Linked DNA regions of Zea mays: region 1 is linked to region 2. The links are chromatin contacts, called in public Hi-C maps. All regions are on one chromosome and are shown on one strand. Each heading gives the region's core, a stretch centred on a gene start, on an enhancer-like site or on the middle of the called end of the contact. The rest is flanking DNA. Distances are from core to core; before and after follow the strand shown. Region 1 holds the start of LOC118472064 (oleosin-B3-like). Region 2 holds the start of LOC100283733.

The links. A called contact is a pair of places that touch in the nucleus more often than the background predicts.
Region 1: a contact with region 2 is called in a Hi-C map of leaf, with 5 times the contacts expected there. The contact joins the promoter of LOC118472064 here to the promoter of LOC100283733 in region 2. A contact is called at or near these places in 2 of 25 Hi-C or Micro-C datasets (ear and leaf).

The regions. Positions count from the first base shown.
Region 1 is chr5:156,549,984-156,553,865 of Zm-B73-REFERENCE-NAM-5.0, reverse strand. It overlaps LOC118472064 (oleosin-B3-like), which reads left to right and starts at 2,259. Exons shown (of 1, transcript XM_035959156.1): 1 at 2,259-3,131. The coding sequence starts at 2,259. The coding sequence ends at 2,993. LOC109939952 (a long non-coding RNA gene) reads right to left here and starts at 3,031. Exons shown (of 6, transcript NR_157350.1): 1 at 2,038-3,031; 2 at 1,718-1,905.
Region 2 is chr5:156,106,062-156,109,924 of Zm-B73-REFERENCE-NAM-5.0, reverse strand. LOC100283733 reads left to right here and starts at 2,130. Exons shown (of 16, transcript NM_001156632.2): 1 at 2,130-2,390; 2 at 2,499-2,548; 3 at 2,630-2,690; 4 at 2,971-3,066; 5 at 3,151-3,300. The coding sequence starts at 2,247.

The DNA of each region.
Region 1 (3,882 bases), core at 1,010-3,509, 440 kb before region 2:
CACTGGTGCAACAATCTTATGGGAGTGGGAGGCGCTTGAGGCTGAGCACCAGCGCCTCAGTGACTGGCGCACCCAACTGGAGGAGCGCACCAGGACGACGTTTCGACAATTCATCTCTGAGCGGTCCCAACTCGAGTGGGACCGCAAGTGTGGCAGAACCTCCCAAGTTATTGGGCCCACATGCACCTGTCCTTGTCTCAAAGACCTCAGACGACTATGCATGTGCACCAGATAACTTAACAGGATCTGTCCGAGTGCCCCAAGGACCTCGGATAAACCACTAACAACCAAGATCGCAAGATTAAGTAAACACAAATCACACACCAACATTTTTGCAGCGGAAATCTTATTACCAAATTTTACAAGTTACATCAAGTTTTACAATGTACATGATCGGAGTGATTACAAAAGTGATTCAAAGAAATGACTTTGAACAATTATTAATTATTTATACGTTTGAAATATATGCTAGCTTAAGTGACCATCCTCAATAAGAAGTATAGAAGAGGTACTTAGACTTATAAGAAGGCCGAGCCCACCGGCGCTTAGCACCATCCACAACAACACACTTCTATTTTCGGTTCTTCCTCCTGCTTGGGAACCACCTTTGCACAAAAGTAGCAAAGCTCCGAAGGCTCTTCACCTAAAACAACATGGGACAAAGCCCTGAGTACGAAGTGTACTTTCGCAAGTCTTACCCGACCAAGGAAAAAGACTCTCAAGGATATGCTGGATTTAGGAATCAAGGAGAGGCTCTTAGCAAGAATCAACTTAGATACTTTTGCAGAAATAGCTTACTAAAGTGAGTCCTTACTTTCAATATTTTAATGCCAGATTAAATATTAATAGACTCTGGTTGCACCTAGTCTAATTTCACCATCTCATCAATACAACATCATTTTTACTCATAATGTTTACATCCTGACTTAGGTTGCAGGTCAGTGACCAAGTCTCCACTGTCCGGGGATATAACGGCGATCCGAATCGATTTACTCAACTGAGGATCTCTAACCACACGACATATGTAGCACTTAACCCTTGCATATGTCAACCGTTCCCACAGATCCTCCACAACGTGAACCGGTCCGCGCTACCCGGGAGCACAGTACTCCTCCATCCAGCCTCTAGCCAGGAGGGTACACGCTACTCCCACCATCTCCCACGCCTAGTGCGCAGTTGTCTTTTCACATATGGAATAGCCGGGTTCAAGCTTACTCTGTCCCATATCCAGGGCATGTGGCCAGTTAAGATAGTCCTTGATCATACAGGCCTACATACGCATCCAATCCTTAATTAACCTGGGTAGAGCATCACCTGTTCCTAGCCCAAGTCTCGAGTTAAGTACTTCCACCCTTAGGATTGTTTTGTGTTCCTAAGGATGAAAAGAGCATTATAGGGAACTTTGCAGTAAGTTCCCACTATGCTCCCAATGAAAATATTCTTGCAGGTATAAGCCATCCTTCCTCATGATAAACCTGAGCTAGGCATAAGTGCAAAGGACAACCTCTATCTGCTTATAAGCAGGGCTAAGCATTTTTTTGTAAATCATATTTTGATACTTCACCAAAAGTATCTATAAAAGGAATGGATTTCAAGGTAGCCAATGCATCAAAGGGTTTCCAAGCATCTTCTATAAACCTAATGCACATTCACTAGACTTAAAGTGTGTAAAAATAATTTAAAACACAAGGAAGGGGTTGCATGCACCGAGGCTTGCCTGGATAACACTAGGTTAGTGTTGTTAGATGACGTCCACTTGGCGATCAGCCTTTATTCCGATACTTGCTTCGTTCATCCATCTTCGGGTTAATTCATCAACATTATCTTGCGGAAAAGCTCACGCTTTCCATTATCTTGTGGTCGACTCAACTCTGGTTCTCCGCATCACATGGTTAATTCACGTACCTGAATGAAATGCATTATGCACATGAATGCATAGCACTGACTTCACTACACAACTAAAATTCCTCGCATGAAATACGAGATAACGCCTACTGGCAAAGCACTAAAATTACTAAGCAAATAAATCTAGCTTACCAGCATCAAACGTGACTCAATACTTATGAGAATGTTGATAAATTCTGGTTCGGGCTTGTCGTTGAACATCTGACAGGTGTTGAGATCTTCCGCCCCCATGACCCAGATGAGGCTGATCACGAGGAGGCGAAGCACGGCGAGGCACGTATCGGACGAGCTTCTGATATTAAAGACGATGACACGTGTCATGATGAGGCGGCATATGGCGAAGAAAAATAGGAATGAATGATGACGAGAGAACAGAGGCGCGCAGAGGGAAGTCGGCGTGCAGGGGACGGCAGGTCCAACGGTCGTCATGGCGCGGTGCAGGGAGGCCGAGTGGAGGACAGCGTTGCCGGATCACGCAGGCCGAGCAAGAAGCTCGGCGAGTCGACGAGGTTGAGGGGCATGCGCAGGGACGAGCGAGCAGGGAGGAGCATCGAGCGGAGCTGTGGACGGAGGAACGCGAGCCGGGAACGCGACGCGGCGGCCATGGCCGAGCAGAGGAAGTTCCGGCCGGGCGCGGCGAGCAGAGAGAAGCGGCTGCCAGACGCCATAGGAGACGGGCGTCGAGCAAGCAGAGGGGACGGGGCGCGCCGCTGGGAGCTCCGCAAGAGATAGATGGGCGTGCAGGGAGCCATGGGAGAGAGAGCCGAGCTGGAGCTGGAAGAAGCTCCGGCCATGGGGGATACAAGGGGCTAGGGCAAGCTCGGGGAGGAAGACCGCGACGTGTAGGAAAATTGGACGCCAAGCAAGAGCACGACAGGGAGGAGCTCGGCCGGGCGCCATGGGGCGAGCTCGAGGAAGCTCCACGGCGGGGTTCGCGGCGCAGGACGCAGGCGCGCGTGCATAGAGGGAGATGCGCACGGCTGGCGAGCGCAGGGAGCATGGCCAGGGCACGGCCGAGCTGGCAGCAGGGAGGAGCAGAGGAGCACGGTGCGGCAGGGAAGGAGGAAGCCAAGCGCCCTGGTGAGTAGAGGGGATTCGACGAGCAGGAGTCGGCGGCCTGGAGAAGAAGGGCAGCGCGCACACTGGGAGAGAAACCTAGCGCCAGAGCTCGGCTGGAAGGAGATAAGGAAGAAAGAGAAGCTCACGTGGGAGGATAAGAAACAGGTGCATTCAGTGGTGGGGAGAAAATTGGGAGGAAGATAACGACGACTTGGAAAAAATCTGTACTGGGATGCGGCGTGCAGCAGATTTTTCTCACCTTTTCACATTTTTCTTTTACTTACCCTCAATTTTATAAAGAAATTTGTAGATATTTTGAGGAATAAAATAAGGGTCTATAAAATATAAAGAAGGGTCGAACAAATGAGATCGACAACAACAATTAGACATGATTTGATTTGGCGAATATCCTGAAGTCAGATGAATTCATACCATTAAATCACTTTTTGAAGATTTAGACCGAAGCGAGAAGCAACAAACCAGATTAAGCGGATTTCAGCTTCGTTACTTCAATCTGCATCTAATTCAATTGATTTTAGATGAATTCCATCCACTATTCGAACACTCGATTAGAGAACAATTTAATTAAAAATCGGTAGACGCGATGTCACGGATGACAAAAAGGGGATTACATTGTTTTACACTGAAAGCTTAGTCGTCGAGTTTATCTTAATCTGTTCGGGATAAAATCATCCGAGTGGGTCGGGCTTCCGAATTTGTATTTGCGCGAGCGATGAATTTTAAATAATCACCGGACGCACCGATTTTCGGAACAACGATGTTCCGAACATCACGAAAATTTAGGACGAGCCCGGATAGCTAAAAATGACGTCGAACTCGCGACAGACGAAACAGATGCGATATTAAATTCGCGATAGGTAAAGATGATTAAAATTTAGCATCCGTTTGATCCACTGA
Region 2 (3,863 bases), core at 881-3,380:
TCAATCATTGTAAAGGCTAGCAAGAGGCTCCGAGTTGTGGAGTGCCTTACGGAAACTTTGTCTATCACATCAGGAGATTCAAGGGCTCAAACTTGATCATTGGAGTCGCTTGTGAGGGTTGAAAGAGACTCCATCCTTAGGGACACCTCAACTGAGACATATGTTCTTTAGAACTGAACTCCAGTAAATCAAATCGCGTATCTCTCTTTGTTTGTTTTCTTTTGTTGCAATTTGTTCTTTCCTCCCCCTCTAAGTTCTCTTGCTTGGATCTTTCATTCAAAATTACTTGAGTTGTTCCCTAAGTTAATTCTGCATCCATTTGAACAACAAGTGAAAGATAACTCTCTCTCCATACTACCTGATTCGATTCTCTCTCGCTCTAACCACTTAACTTGGGATCTAGTTTGGGATGTGAACAAGCACATTTTACCGATGTGCCCATGGGTAAAAACCCTATAGGGTGCGGGTTTGGGTTTAAGTTTATACCTGCTAGTATGGGTGTAGTTTAGATTCTCAACCCGGCTGGGTTTTTCTTATGGGAATGAAAATTGTACCCGTACCCGCTAGGGGTGGCAATGGGTCGGGTTTTGGGCGAGTGCGCGGACCCGAACCCAAAACTCGAAACTAAAACCCAACCTGAGCCCGAAGACTATAACCGGGAAAACCTAGCTCCACACCCGGCAGGGACCTGAAACCCATCAGGGCCCCGAAACTCGTTGGAACTATGAAACCCACCCAAAACCTGGCTAAAAACCGCGGGGTCCGACCAACATACATACTAAACTACAACCTTTGCTGCTTTCAAAAAGAATTACAACACCATGCCAACATACATATTGATTGAATTCGTCTCGGCATCTGAAACTTGTTTACTAGTCATTTGAACGTAACATTTCTACCATATACTCCCTCCGTTTCAATTTATAATTCGTTTGACTTTTTTACCCCATATTTAACTGTCTTGTCTTGTTCAAAAAATCGTAATTATTATTAATTTTTACTCCCTCCGGTATAAAAACACATATCCTTCTATGCAATGAATCATGGACTACTAATTCTTGACATTGTACCATTTGAATGCATGTTTGGACTGAAATAACCTTGCATGAATGCATGCTAATAAACCAGCGCCGCATGCATTGATTCATCTCCATACCTCGGCTCCGGTGAATGTGTGGTGGGTTGCTGGCATCATTGATGGTTGCCATTATCAATATTTACTTGCATCGTTTACTGGTCACCGGTGATTTTCTCCTCTGGGCTGGTGTCAATAAAAAAAATCCGGTGACAGTGGGGACTCGAAAACAAAACCAAAGTATCAATAATATGGCTCAAACCACCTACTAAGCTACAAAGTGTTCGTACCTAAGATCAATACATTCATCTATTTAATGTGGGCACAATGGAAAATAAGACCTGCAATTGTCATCGTTTTTTATAGGGTACAAGGACGTCACACACACTCACACCACTACACACCACACACTATAATGATTGAAAGGTCTAAACCTCTAGTATGTGAACACACGCAATATCACTGAAGGCACACACGTGTGTACCCTATTCCTGAAAAAATCCTAGGAAAAAGGTGTCCCCTAGGGCTTGAACCCTGGCCGGGAGCGCTTCCGGCGCCTTTGACACTGTGCCACCGCTTTGGTATATGGTATCATGTCTTTTCCGGTGCCTTTGCCACTGCGTCGCAGCTTTGGTATATGGTATCATGTCGACATGTTTTTTTATACCGGAGGAAGTATGGATTTAGGCCCCGTTTGGCACAGCTCCGACTTCTTTAAAAATGACTTCGGCTCTAACTTCTCTTCAATAACAACTTATCTATAGGACCAAGTGTTTTTAAGAAATCATTTGGCAAACGACTTATCTTGACACAAGAGAAGGAGAGTAACAGGAGGAGCTGCTAGAAGCCAATTTTTTTGCTTCGGCTGCTCTCTATAAAAATGACTTCGGCTCTTTCATATTTTTTTGTTGAAAGCTTTTTTTAGATCGTTTGAGAGGGCTCTTTCCAAAGCAAGAGCGAGCCAGTTTGGGAGACCTCCCAAACATGCCCTTATTCATGGGTATCGGGCCGAGCAGAGCTAGAACAAAAAGGCAAGCCTACAGTGGTTTATCTCAATCAATTCGAATCCTATTCGTTGGGCTCGCTTTCTTCAGTTGCATTACTTGGCCCACACAAACTCTTCCCAATAAATTACGACCCCCAGCCAAGCTTTGGAGTGCGGTTCCCAACCATGGCGGCCTCCCCCACTTCCTCCCTCGCCCCGCCGGTGGTGCCTATGGAGCTTCACGCCGGCAACCGCGACCGCCTCGTCGCCGCGCTCCGCGGCCACATCTCCGCCTCCGCGCGCCCGCTCCACGGCCTCGTCCTCCTTCAGGTCCGTCCCACTCCCACTCGGCACTCCCCTTTTTATCTCTCCTCAAATTTACTGGTCTGATTGATCGTCGCGCCTACTTAAATTTTGGAGTGTTTTCGTTGTGTGAAGGGCGGGGAGGAGAAGACACGGTACTGCACCGATCACCTCGAGCTCTTCAGGTATTCGTGCTGAACGTAATCGTTTGTTTTGCCGGTATTTTTGGATGTTCAAGTTCAGACATAAATCGGGCAATGTTGCAGGCAGGAGAGCTACTTCGCCTATCTCTTTGGAGTGCAGGAACCAGGGTTCTACGGCGCAATTGTGAGCTATCTTCCTTTTGTTTCACCCCATTTTTGTAAATATAAGTGGATCCTGTTTCAGTCAATACAGCGGCAAACCAGGCTTTCATCATTCAACCTGTTTAATATCTTGGCGTATATCTTGAGTCTGCTGATATTATTACTGCTTATATATTTGTTGATGGCTTAGTCACTACATGTCAACTGGTCCTACTAACAATACTCATCGTAGGATCATGTCATGTTGATGATTCCTTTTTCTGCTTGTCATGTACTGATTTTTCTTTTGATTGTTATCAAAGGACATCGCCTCTGGACAGTCAATTTTGTTCGCTCCAAGATTGCCAGCTGACTATGCTGTTTGGATGGGTGAAATAAAACCTTTGTCGTACTTCAGGGTATTTTCCTCTTCTGAGGATTTGATCCTTTGTTAGTTATGCTACATTCTGAATTAGTGTAATCTTTTCATGAATATGTACCAGGATACATACAAGGTTGATATGGTCTTCTATGTTGATGAGATTGCAAGGGTTGTGCAAGATCATTTCGGGAACCATGGAAAGCCTCTTCTGTTTCTGCTACATGGGAGGAATACTGACTCTGGAAATTTCTCAAAGCCTGCTAGTTTTGAGGTGAACAATGTACCTTTTAAGTGCTAGAGAACATACAATCCATTTTTTTCACGCATTACTTGTATTTTTTTTCCAGATCTATGAAAGAGTAAACTACGTTGGTGGTCCCTAAACTATTATATCATTTTCATCCAGGCTCCTAAACTATAAAATTGCATATCTAGGGCGTACCCAGTGCCGTAGGCTTCCCGCACTGTGCGGGGTCTGGGGAAGGGTATCTTTAAGCGCCAAGCCTTACCCGCATAATATGCAGAGGCTGGGGCTCGAAAAATTTGCATATCTAGGACCCCTAATAAACTTTTTAAGGGGGTGTTTGGGATAGTTCCAGGTTCCAACTTCAGTATGGAGCTGTAGTTTATAATATAAATTTAAATAGTTTTTAAAATATTTTTAATCTAAATAATAAACGAAATGACTTATCTAAATGTCTTCTAAAGGCTTATAGCTTCCGCTCCACGATTTTCTGGAGTACCTAATGACCTGCGCTCCACGATTTTCTGGAGTACCTAATGACCTGTTTCACCAACTCCACCAAATTTCCTGGAGCTGGAGCTATCCCAAAT